Linked DNA regions of Zea mays: region 2 is linked to region 1. The links are chromatin contacts, called in public Hi-C maps. All regions are on one chromosome and are shown on one strand. Each heading gives the region's core, a stretch centred on a gene start, on an enhancer-like site or on the middle of the called end of the contact. The rest is flanking DNA. Distances are from core to core; before and after follow the strand shown.

Region 1 (6,423 bases), core at 2,397-4,896:
GAATGACTCTAGCAGGCGTCTGAAATCTGAATTTCTTATCCAGTTTGATGGGGTGTCCTCAAACCCAGATGATCTAGTAATTGTTATAGGTTAGCATCTTTATGTTCCTCTAGTTGTTTACCTATGCTTAGCTTTTACTATATGTCTGGATCTAGCTAAATATATGATACATCTTACATGTGCAATTGTAAGTCTAGCTTAAACTCATTGGATCTAGCTAAATATATGATACATCTTACATGTGCAGTTGTAAGTCTAGCTTACGACTCGATAATCCTGAAACCCTCATATTAAAATATTTATTTGCTCCAGTTCTGTTGTTTTGGATTTGATATCCAGTATTTGGCAGTCACTTCAATTTCAATGTAAATGACCCTTAAAACTTCAACTCCTAGTATTTGGTTTCCATTACCTAAGTAACCTTAGCTAGGACATGTGGAAATTTTGCTTTGTATTTTTGCTTCTTGATGTGTCAATTCCGTGCTCCATCATTTCTGAAGCAGTTTTCAGCCATATAGGGCAGGAGCTGTCATCACTAAATTAGTCAAGACGCCACTTTACCTTTTCAGCTTTTTTGGTGACCACTAGTGATTGTTCTTTGCTTTACCGCAATATGACCTTTATTTCTGTCATCTGTATATAGCGGTTGATTTTATAGAAGACAACTCTAGATGAGCTGTGTGCAGTGCACTGTGCACGGATCCTATTTGATAGGGCATTATCTGTATAGGTGTTATTGATTTTTAATGCTGAATTATTCTTTTTTTGTTTTAGACTTTTATCTATATTTTATTGATGCCAATTCTCTGTCCAGGGGCTACTAATAAACCTCAAGAATTGGATGATGCTGTTCTTCGAAGGCTGGTAAGATCTATTCTGACATTTAAATGGTGTGGTGCTGTTTTTTTGTTGAGGACCGGGTGCTAGAGCCCGGGCGGTGGAGGTGGCCTTGGCCTTTCACCAGGTCGGGGGTTCGAACCCCCGATTTCTCACCAAAAAATCCCCTCGCTGCCCCTCGCCCACTCTCGGGGAGCGGCTCGGCTGTGGCCGCCTCAGGCCTGGGGTGGGCCTTTGCAGTGTGGACAACCTGAGACGGCCCGTTAGTGACAGGAGGGCAGGGTTCGGGGGTTTTCTAGGACAGGACCATGGTTCGGGTTCCATCTTTATCAGAAAACCGGGAGGGCGGTCTCCCCGTCCCAGTTTTTTACTGTTTTTTGTTGGGTTCAGAGTTTGTTACGCATGGAAGCTATGCACCTGATTCCTTAAATACCTTTGCCTCAATTTATTGCATTAGCCTTTGTGAGAAATTTTCTGTAACTGAGAATGGAAAAAACGACAGTTAGAGGACTAGTTACAATAGCAACTTGAGTTTGTCAATATTTTTTAGTGAAGTAGATGGCTACTATAAAGGATGATTGATGATGCGACATGCAATTCATTGGTACTGTAGCACCATTATTCTGTTCTGTTACTGTATTAGTCAGTGAATGGGTCAGGAGTTGATAGATTGGCCTTGGGACGATTGATGATTTGCTGCACACTTATTGTCTCATTAATACCCTACTATGTTGCCTTGCTTCTCTATATCTTGAATACCACTGTTTTGATTATCCGATAGGTAAAAAGAATATATGTGCCACTACCTGATCCAAATGTACGAAGGTTACTTCTGAAAAATCAGCTCAAAGGACAATCATTCAAACTGTCGAGTAAGTGCTCCAGTTCCCAGGTTTCTCTTGATAACTGCTTGATCGTAGTGGCTGTATATGTAGGACAGCCTTTTTTTTAAAAAAAAACGTTTGGCACAGTAGCTAACCTGGAACTGGTTCCTGACAGACCATGATTTTGAAAGACTTGCTGTGGAGACCGAAGGTATTGTGTTTCCTTTCGAGTATGTATGGCTGTTCTGAAAACATGGGCTATGTGGTCCTGGTTCCTGACGGTTTTGTTTGTAGGGTATTCTGGAAGTGACCTGAGAGCCTTGTGTGAAGAAGCTGCAATGATGCCAATAAGAGAGCTCGGTCCACAAAATATTCTTACTATCAAAGCAAATCAGGTACGGGTTTTAAACAGTCTGAACATAAAGTTCACTCGTTCTGAGTTTTTTTCACTGTTAAAACAGAAGCTTAAATGGACTTCTAGCTGTAGTATCTTTACAGATAACATACCCTACATAAGTGGTTGTTTCCCAGCGAAACTTTGGAATGTCAGTGTACGAAGCACTTAACCCTCGGTTTCTAATCTCGTATCTCCAGCTGCGACCTTTGAGGTACGAGGACTTCAAGAACGCGATGACGGTGATCAGGCCAAGCTTGCAGAAGAGCAAATGGGACGAGCTGGAGAACTGGAACGAGGAATTCGGTTCGAGCTGACGGAGACGCGCGCTGCCTGATGATGATGATCAAGCGGCCCTATTTCCAGATGTACATGATTTATGTCTCACACACACATGGTGGCTTACACACACACACGCGCCCATCGGCCATCGATGCGTCCTCAGTCTGGACAGCGCGTCTTCAACAGAAGCAGAAGGTACAATATAATGCTGGGAACAGCCCTATATGTATACCCATTGAAATGCCGCTGCCCAAGTTATTTAAAAAAACAAACCTCTAGTGTGTGTTATTATTAGCCTATAGCTGCTCTGGGCCGCCGAGGGCGAAATCGAAGTATCGTCGGGCGTGTTCGGCAGGCTGCAAGCCGACACTGTTGCAGCTGTTTGGACTGCTGCAGCTGCAATCCATAGAGAGAAAAATACTGTAGAAGCCGCAGCCGCAGCCGGATTGCAGCCGCAGCAAGCCGCAGCGAACAAGCCGGTCGTTGTGTAAAAAGAAACACAAAACCTACATGCTTAATGACTCGTATATGTGTTATTATTAGCCCATAGCTGCTCTGGGCCGCCGAGGGCGAAATCGAAGTATCGTCGTTGTGTAAAAAGAAACACAAAACCTACATGCTTAATGACTCGTATATGTGTTATTATTAGCCCATAGCTGCTCTGGGCCGCCGAGGGCGAAATCGAAGTATCGTCGTTGTGTAAAAAGACAAACACAAAACCTACATGCTTAATGACTCGTATATATTTTAACAAACAGTTGAAATTTAGGGTGGTGTCGCTGCAAGCTTGAGGCACGGAGCCGGCTGTCGGCCGATTTGTTGCTCCAGCCCCTAGGCAAACCCCAATAATGACGGGTGCGGACACGTTTGTGTCCAAATTGTTGTGGGGGAGGGGGTTGAAAGGGTGTTTAGGTGTGCTACCAAACGCAGATTAGGCTATTTCTAGCAGTTTACTCATCTTCTATTTCGCCTCTACTCTATAAACAGTAGTCTGTCTACAGTGCAAAAATAATCATTGGACATGGCCCCTTGTCCTGCAACTCAAGAAGCTAAACGTGGCGAGATGCAGGCACTGCTCGACGCGCAGTGCTCTGCCGCCTCTGCGTATTGCCACTTTGCCAGTGAGACGGGTGCTGGGCCTCCATGCCGCCTGAGTTTTTCCTGGGCTCCAACCCCAAGCGAAGTCTCCCTCCCGTCCATAGGACTAACAAGAGCGGATCGTATCTGAGAACGGGTCGACCGCCCTTTCAGGCCCAGGCCCACTTCGCACGCCCCACAGGCCTCGACATCCACTGCGTCCCCTCCTCCCCCGTCGCATTCTGCAGCGCCAGCTCGCTCCTCGCCCCGCCCCCTTCTCTCAGCGGCGACGCCTCGGGCGTTCCTACCCTGCCCCCTCTCCGGACCCCCACGCCGTCGGCGAAGCAGCCGGGCAAGAGCCCGATCCAGACCCCGCGAGGTCAGTTCAGATCCTGCTCCTCTTCTCCCTCCCCCTCCTTCCACAGCTAGATCTGCGCCCCTCACCCCGCTCGCTCGACCACCTCCGATCGCCACGCCCGCACCCTCAATACCGCCGCCGCTGCTACCGTCGTCGGTCTGGAGCTCAGGCCTTCTTCATTCGCGCGTTCACGTGTGGTTCCCCTCCTAGATCTGGGCTGTTGTTTGGTCGATTGCGCTGGTTTTGTAATGATTGCGACGCCCTAGTCTGAGTTCTCTTCTCGCGGATCGGAGGCTGTGTGGCGTTGGTTGCTAGGTACGTCGGTAGCTAGTGATTTGGATCAACCGTTGCTCGTGGTGTGTCGTAGATGAGTAGATCGCGTGTGGCGTCTGTTGCCCGTCTCGTTGTGCGCATCAGCTATTCACCTCGTTTCGTCGTATCGAAATTCGCTCATTTATTCAGGATCCGCGAACGTGCAAATTTAATTCTGGAGCTGAATATGTCGTTACATAGATCAGATTTCAGAAACATCTTCTCCATGCCGCCTGAGTGAGAATGAAAAGCAAACAAACAAGAGGAAATCTATAAATAGAACCCCCTGGGGACCCCAAACGACCAGATCAATTCATGCCAAATTTTACTTGGAGCATTTGCCTGAACTTGATTCAATTTCTCAGAATGCTCGGATGCCAAGTGATGTTGTTTCTTTCCTGGAACCATATTTAATAGGCATCTTTGCGGGGCATTTTTTTTTTTTGCTGGATCAACCAATTATTATCGTTTGAACTGAAGGCCATGTCATTTTTAATTGGGTAGTTGAGACTCACCTCCATAGATGATGTTATGGAATATTTGACTCTTCGAAGTAATCTGTGATGTTCTACTTGTCAACATGAATTTGTTAATTTTATTTGGATCATGTGTATGACAGTAGTATTCTTGTGTTGTTCAAGAAAGCCAATCCCAGGGAACTTTTAGTTATATAAGTTTGCAATAGTTTGGTGCATCTATTTCTTTGGTTATGGCATCAGAGATCTTTTTTTTTGTATATTTTAACCAAACGTTTGTTTCTATTCTGCTTCTATTTGTCTAGAGCATCTCTAACGGTGCCTTAAATCAGTGCACTATTTTGAAATATAGGGCTCAACTCATAAAAACAGCTCCAACAGTGCCTATTTTACAATCTTTTACGAAAAAATATAGGGCACACCATGAAGTGACCCAAATATATTACACCCCAGATTAGTGTCCTATCCTTAATCTTAAAACTCGACCTGCGGGGGGTAAGACAGCCCCCGGGCATTGTATTAAGAAGACCTTCTCACACAGGTCGAGAAAACCCCCGAACCCTTGCCCCACCCATACACAGCGGCATCGAAGCCCATGTGAGAACGACCACGGCCGGGGCTGAGCCCTAGACCTGTGCTTTGGCGTGGGACAAACGAGGGGATTTTTTTAACCACAACCTGAAATTCGCTCCCACGGGGGAGTCGAACCCAGGACCTGAGGAGTGCTACTCAGACCACCTAACCAACTCAGCTAGAGGCCCTTTCACGTCCTATCCTTAATCTTTTCTTTCCTAATAATGTAATGTAATTTATTTACTAAAATATATGATTTAGGGCTTAACTGTTGGAGTCCAAGTTGTTGTTAGTGCCCTAAATACTTTAAATGATGTAGCATTTTAATTTTTGGGGTAGTTGTCAGGACCTAAGGAGGCCCACAGAGGGGCTGCGGTAGCAGCAGCCATGGGCCCTAAGGGGGATTAGATAAGGATAGTTAGAGATAAGATTAGAAGATTAGTTGAGATTATCTAGGAAGGTTATCAGTTAATAGTTTGTTGAGAGTTTTTAGGAGATAAGGATCTCTAGCTAGATAGGGGCAGCCAACCGGCCTATTTATGTAATCAATGGATGAGAAATAAAGCAGACAAGAATTAGAAGGGAGAAACCCTCCTCTTGCTCGGCCGTGGGTAGAGGCCCCCGGCCGACATTCCTGCCCATCGATACCCCCTCTCCAATCCCTCACCGATCTAGCGACCATAACAGTAGTGTTTCGAGCCATATTGTTGGAGATGCTCTTATGCAGCCAAAGTTGTGTTAAAGTTTTTTTTTCTTGGGAATTTATATAATTACAAAGCTTCTAATGCTGTGTCCTCATTTACCAATTCAGCAATCCTTGATATACCTGATGGCTATGATTGATGAGCCTCTGTACCCAATTGCTGTACTGATTGATGAGCTTAAGAATGAGGACATCCAGTTGCGTCTAAACTCCATTAGAAGACTTTCGACAATTGCACGGGCTCTTGGAGAAGAAAGAACCAGGAAGGAGCTGATTCCCTTTCTTAGTGAAAACAATGACGATGAAGATGAGGTGCTTCTTGCAATGGCTGAGGAATTGGGTGTGTTCATTCCTTATGTTGGGGGTGTAGAACATGCTCATGTTTTGCTTCCCCCTTTGGAAACATTGTGTACAGTAGAAGAAACTTGTGTCCGTGATAAGGCAGTTGAATCTCTGTGCCGTATTGGTGCACAAATGAAGGAAACTGACATAGTCGACTGGTTCATTCCAGTAGTAAAGGTAAGAGGCTCATTTATGTAAAGTATTAAGTGTAATGTTATTGTAAATAAATATGCTGCCATTGTTAC
Region 2 (6,556 bases), core at 3,763-6,262, 430 kb after region 1:
GAGAGGGGGGGTGAATAGGTGATCCTGTAAAACTTAAAACTTAACACCACAAACTTGATTAAGAGTTAGAACAATGAAATCAAGTGAGTAGAGAGGAGAGCTCTTGTGAAGCACAATAGACACAATAAGGACAAGCACAAGAGACACGAGGATTTATCCCGTGGTTCGGCCAAGTACAACACTTGCCTACTCCATGTTGTGGCGTCCCAACGGACGAGAGTTGCACTCAACTCCTCTCAAGTGATCCAATGATCAACTTGAATACCACGGTGTTCTTCTTTACTTTACTCTTTCCCGTTTGCGAGGAATCTCCACAGCTTGGAGTCTCTCGCCCTTACAATAAGAATCACAATGAAGCACTAGAGTAAGGAAGGGAAGCAACACACTCAAATCCACAGCAAATACGCACACACAAGATCAAGACTTGAGCTCAAAAGAGTATCACAAGGTTCTCACTAGAACGGAGCTCAAATCACTAAGAATGTCAAAAAAGTGTGCAAGAATGAAGTGTGAATGATCAACAATGCTCAAAGGTTGCTTGGTGTCTTCTTCCATGCGCCTAGGGGTCCCTTTTATAGCCCCAAGGCAGCTAGGAGCCGTTGAGAGCATTTCAAGAAGGCAATTCTTGCCTTCTGTCGCCTGGCGCACCAGACAGTCCGGTGCGGATTTCTTTCCTTCTTTGGCGAAGCCGACCGTTGGCGCTTTGGAGCCGTTGGCGCACCGGACAGTTCGGTGCCCCTTCTGACCGTTGGCTCTTGCCACGCGTCGCGCGCGGATTATGCGGCCGACCATTGGCCCGGCTGACTGTTGGCTCACCAGACAGTCCGGTGCACCACTGGACAGTCCGGTGATTTATAGCCGTACGCCGTTAATTGCTTCCCGAGAGCAGCCAGTTGACAGACACCGGCCTGGCGCACCGGACACTGTCCGGTGCACCACCGGACAGTCCGGTGCACCCAGACCGAGCTGTCTTTGGCTGAACAAAGCCATCTCTTTTCCAACTTGATTTCTCCTGTTTCCAGCACTTAGACACAATACATTAGTCTCCAAAATAATGTACTAAGTCTTAGAAACATACCTTTTCACTTGATTTGCACTTTGTCCATCACTTTGCCTAGATTAACATAAGTCCACTTGTGTTGGCACTCAATCACCAAAATACTTAGAAATGGCCCAAGGGCACATTTCCCTTTCAGTACTGCGCTTCCTTGGGGCCGCCGCAGAAGACATAGAAGGTAATTTTTCAAACCAATGCAGCGGTATCGAGGTGCCTCCCGCGTGGCCCGGTGAAACCATCATGCGTGGGGGTCGTGGGTCAGTCAGCCGCGGGGACAGACGTGGCAGTTGGCGTGACCGAAGGCGGACTGGCAATGATTACGTCAGCAAATGCACGGAAGCGGTGCGCCAATCGCCAGTCAAGTTTTGCCCCCATCTGCAGGCTCGTATTCTCCCTGAGGTGGGCCCGGGGGCCACTGTCGGTATCCTGAAATAGGGGTACCCCTTACTACAGTATGAAGGCACGGTGTCCATGCGGCTATCTCTAGTCGCGTGGCAAATAGCACCCGACTCCACCACACGGACGGCTCCGGGGCTGCCACGTGGCCAGAGAAGACGATATGCTCCAAGGCATCAACAGTGGGTCCGGACCCCCATGGGAAAGTGTCGGACCCCTGTATATACGGACCGGACCTCCAGGTAAGGTCCAGGACCTCCACGGGCGCGAACCGGACCCCTCTGTGTGGGGTCCGGGCCACTCACAACAGGGTCCCGGGATTCTGGGGCAAAGAGTACCCGGACCTTAATCAAGACCAGGCGGGGGTCCGGAGCCGACACATGTCCGGACCACGCCGTGTACGCTTCTGCTCCCCGCTTAGGCGGAGACCCGATGCTACCATGAGGCCCACTGCCCGTGACGTAAGCCAGCGGGCGGAGCCTGACATAAGGCCTCTGGGCCGCGCGGCCTCTGCATTTATTGCGGATAAGCCGCGCCGCCTGTCCACTCCACTGGCAGGCGATGTGCCGCCTTAGCATTTAATGAGTCCTGTCCACTCCACTGGCAGGCGATATGCCGCCTCAGCATTTAATGTGCCCTGTCCACTCTGCTGACGGGCGGCGACCAGCCATCCTGTAGGCGACGTGCCTGTCCATTCCGTTGGCAGGCAGTACGCCCGTGCTGCGGCATACACTATGCTCATCATCACTCGCGCGTTACCAAGGAAGCTGCGGCGACATATCGACACTTTATGCGCTACGGACATTATGGCGCTCGGAGTTCACCCTGGCGTTACAGGCATTAGTTGCTTCCTTCCATTTGTCCCTGGGCCCACATGTCGGGGCTCAGTATCCTTGTATGTGCCCCTTGATCTATAAAAGGGAGGGCACACGACGTTACAAGGCAGGCTCACTCAGATCCAACTTAGACTCTCACACACACTTACAAGCTCTCAAGCTCAATACAGCACACAGTGGAGTAGGGTATTACGCTCCGGCGGTCCGAACCACTCTAAACCCTCATGTGTTCTTATGTTCTTCCTGATTCCATCTAGCAGGCAAAACGCTTAGGCCCCTCCTCATCTTAGAATTTAGGGCGGATGCATTCCGCCACCCGGCCGAAGAATTCCCTCTCCGACAGTACTCATGAACTAAATGTTTGAATATTTTTTAGTAGGAAAAGGAAACCACGGAAGAACACCACCAAAAATTGGATTCCGAAAGAGTTGCATACTTCTTCTTCACATACAGTACCTGAACAGCCAGAGCTAGAAGAGCTTGAAGAGCCAGAAGGGGTACTACAAATATACAGTAGAAGGGGTACTACTACATCACAGCCAGAGCTTTCAGAGCCAGAAGAATTTTGGGCAACTGCATCACAGCCACAGCCAAAACAATTGGGTCTTCTACTCGGTGAGCCAGTCGGTGCACAAATCACTTCACAAGTGGCTGATGCAACAGCCCAACAGACTCCACCAACTTCTCCACCACCAATAAGGAAATGGCTCGTTAAGAAGATCAACCCCAAGAAGAGACTGAGGATTAGTGTTCACAAGAACCAGCATTAATTCACTATGTTGTACTGTACTAGTCAGTTTGGTCAGTTAGTTTCAGTCTTTGTACTGTACCAGTTAGTTTCAGTCTGTTAAGAAGAACCAGTCTGTTGTACTGTACCAGTTAGTTTCTGTTTCTATTGTTGCCTGAACAAGTGTACCACTTAGTTCATTTCTGTTTTTGTTGACCAAACCAGATGTTTCTGTTTCTGTTGTCGCCAAACCGAATGAACTAAGTTTGTTTCTGTTGACCGAATGAACAAACTTCTGTTGTCGCCTGAACAATTCTGTTGACCGAATGAACTAAGTTCATTTCTGTTTCTGTTGTCGCCAACCTAGTTTCAGTCTGTTGTCGCCAACCTAGTTTGTGTTAGGTCCTGACCGAATGAACTAAGTTGTTGTCGCCAACAGAAAAGAGAATAATGTTTGGTCACCAGACATAATTCTTTTGGTCACTAGACAGGACCACCACCAGAGAGAATAGACAAACAGAACCACCAGACAGACATAAACACCAGACAGAACAGACAAATGGCAATTCGAGATTAGAACAGACAAAATATATTACATAGAACAGACAAAACTGCATTTTGGTTCTACATAATACATTTGGAGCTCCAGACAAATAACGCTACTGTTTCATTACAACAACGGTTCTACATAGTACATTTGGAGCATTGCATACAAAATACCTTCATCCAAACCAAACAGGAGCTCACAAGTACATGGTACGATCATATATCTCTTTGAACCTGTAGTTTATGACACGATAATGCTCATCAAATGAGACATTAGCTTTATTCTCTTCCCACTTCAGGTCATCAAAAACAATTTCTCATAGCTCTGGATCTTCTGTACTGTAGCCATCACGAAGTTCATCATCATCTAAAGGATGTTCATCATCTACGGAAGGGTTGTCATAAAGGTCCCAACTCGGATTCTTTGTTTCCAAATCTTGTTCACAGACAATTGAAGTATTCTCTAGCATCTTGCACACATGTTCCAGATGGCCACAAACCTTTCCTATCTTGCCACCTTCTACTTCTGGGATAGTGGAACACATTTTATTAACCGAATGCAACAATGTAGATTGCCTCCTCATTTCTTGAATAGCGTATCTCAATGAATTCTTGATGTTCACATGATACTTGAAATCGATATTTTCCTGTTCAACAACCAGATGATGAAGTTAAAAAGGACATGGCAGAAGGTGATAACCCTGAACCCTAAACCCCTGCAAATCCACGCGAGACAGTTCTTGTACCCTATCTAGCAACAAAAAACACAGCGTACAAACATAGGAGTGCATGAGTTTGATAATACGTACGACATTTGATGAGACCTTAACTGCTTCGACCTTATCGACAACAATGGCGGTGAACTGAACCGCAACGCTGGCCTCCTTCTCTACAATAATGGCCGCGCATCGCGCCTCCGAAGCCGCGACGGTAGCAGCACGAGCCGCTTCAACAGCATCGGCAACCACTTAGCTCAGAGGAAGATCCATTCGCAGAGGAGCAGAGAGACGGCGGCTAGGGTTTCTAGATTGGGGAAGACGGACAAGTACCCCGCGTGAGCAAGAAACGGCGGCGCCAGGTTTTTGACGGCGTGAGCACGGAGAGAATTAAATGGTGTCCGCAGACGCAAATGACTGATTGTTGTCCATATCAGTCATAGTCTGTCGGTTGTGTCTCCAAAAGATCGAAGACATCGACAACGGCTCCATTTAGTCGAAACATGTATATCTTGTTCCATAATGGCAATTCTCTAGATTGGCAGGGTGCATTTTCCATCTCCCATTCTACACATCTACCCCTGACTAGTGGGCCATCCCGTCCCCACGCACGGACGCACAATTTCCTCCGACTCTACACGGACCGCAAGTCCGCACTGCACTCCGCCACTCCCCCAATCCCCAGCAGCCTCCTCCAACCCACGAGGCCACGAGAGAGAGAGAGAGAGGCAGAGGCAGCCGCTGCCCCGGAGCCACGCCTCCCCTCGCCTCAGACCCGCGGCTGGTGCTCGCTCGCCGGCGGCGGAGCGCCGGGGCAGGTAAGCCGGCCCCCCCGTGCCCGTCCTTCGGAAGTGTCTCTGCAGCAGAGGAGGACACGCTGCTGACAGTGTGCGTAACCTCCCCCCACCCCCGTCCAACCCCATGACCGATTTATGATCCGGTGAGCAGCAGCGATTGCTACCGATTTCTTCAGCGTCGCGCGGGGGAGGCCGCATTGGATTAGCGCTCCCCCTCCCCCCCTCGCGGCGTTTGGGCCGGCCGATTGAGATGTTGTAGGGTTTACCGCTTCATCTGATTCGTGCCTCTGAGGTTCCGTTCCGTTACTGATGCGGCCTCCTGGCCTGATTTGAGGAGGCAGGGATGGGGGCAATTGAGGTCCTCGTCGTCTGTGGGTACCCTGAGCCTGCGGTGTGACTATGAGTGAGGTTTTTGGATGGTGCAGTGGCAGCAGACCAGTAGTGCCGCCGGTATCTGCTGCTGCTGCTGGAGCCGGTACTCGGTAGGATTGGGATTCGGTGCTTGAGTAGTCAGAGCTAGAGCCGCTGCAGCTCCCCGAGCCTAGCTGGGTTGTTGTCCCAATGGCGTTCGGTTAGTGTAGTATCAGCATGAGCATTGACTGGTTTGAGGCTTGACTGTCTGTTGGGGTTGTCGGTTAGCGCCGACTGGAGACCTTGCGGCGCTTTAGGTCTGTGAGAGGTTCAGTTCAGAGTCATGCCGATTGTTCTTCCACAGATAACAGTTGTTCACAAGTTCATCACTTTTAAACTTGGCCAGTTCTCTTGTGATAAAACATGTTTATCGGTTTCGCCTTGTTGACAGGTGTCCGGTAAACCTGCATGCCATTAGTTTGAGTGCACGCATACCGTATGTGGCCAGTGCATCTATGAATTGCATTTTGAATATTATGGCACTCCCCAAAGCCAGTTGCCGCTGCGATAGGATTTGCAAAAAGCTTCTACGTCTTTCAGTTGCTCTTATTCATTTAGCCATGCTATGGACATGGTGTATGATCTACTTAGCCACTGGAATTCCTGGTGAACATTTGGAACAAGAACCCTTTTAGACATTGCATGCTGTTTTACTGTTGGGATTTGGGAGTACGCATTACATACCTCCTGTTGCAAAGTGTATGCAACTGATGTTAGGTACTTCCGTACTAGCATATTCTGCTTCAAAACTTTTGTGACCATCCAGATTGAGCATGGGTGGACCCAGCCTTAGGCCATATAGGACTAGGCCTACCCTATATTTTGGCCAAAATTGTTAATACCGGTTAGTTTTAGAAGGTCCAAACTAAAAATGCCCAACGTCTTTAAGTACTCCAGTCTGTAGACCATCCATCCCTTGACCTCGTGGTACCTTGTGCTTAGTCTCCACCAGGTTCAGATCACATCTTGGATAATACCATATTTGAATGTGAGATATTTTTGCTAGTCATGTCTAGGTTCAAATTTTGGGTCCTCCACTGATCGAGGTCATGTTTCAGATAATAGAGTTT

What was found. Hi-C and Micro-C count contacts between places; a contact is called where the count stands out from the background.
Region 2: a Hi-C map of tassel shows a contact between it and region 1, with 3 times the contacts expected there. The contact joins the promoter of LOC100273963 here to the promoter of LOC103638140 in region 1. A contact is called at or near these places in 4 of 25 Hi-C or Micro-C datasets (bundle sheath, ear, leaf and 1 more).

What each region holds. Positions count from the first base shown.
Region 1 is chr9:26,082,379-26,088,801 of Zm-B73-REFERENCE-NAM-5.0, reverse strand. LOC103638140 (serine/threonine-protein phosphatase 2A 65 kDa regulatory subunit A) reads left to right here and starts at 3,646. Exons shown (of 13, transcript NM_001347218.1): 1 at 3,646-3,793; 2 at 5,945-6,355. The coding sequence starts at 5,963. LOC100273408 (AAA-type ATPase family protein) reads left to right here. Exons shown (of 13, transcript NM_001147845.1): 8 at 1-89; 9 at 815-864; 10 at 1,619-1,709; 11 at 1,837-1,872; 12 at 1,956-2,056; 13 at 2,256-2,606. The coding sequence ends at 2,372.
Region 2 is chr9:25,655,528-25,662,083 of Zm-B73-REFERENCE-NAM-5.0, reverse strand. It overlaps LOC100273963 (BBR/BPC transcription factor), which reads left to right and starts at 5,012. Exons shown (of 3, transcript NM_001148350.1): 1 at 5,012-5,166.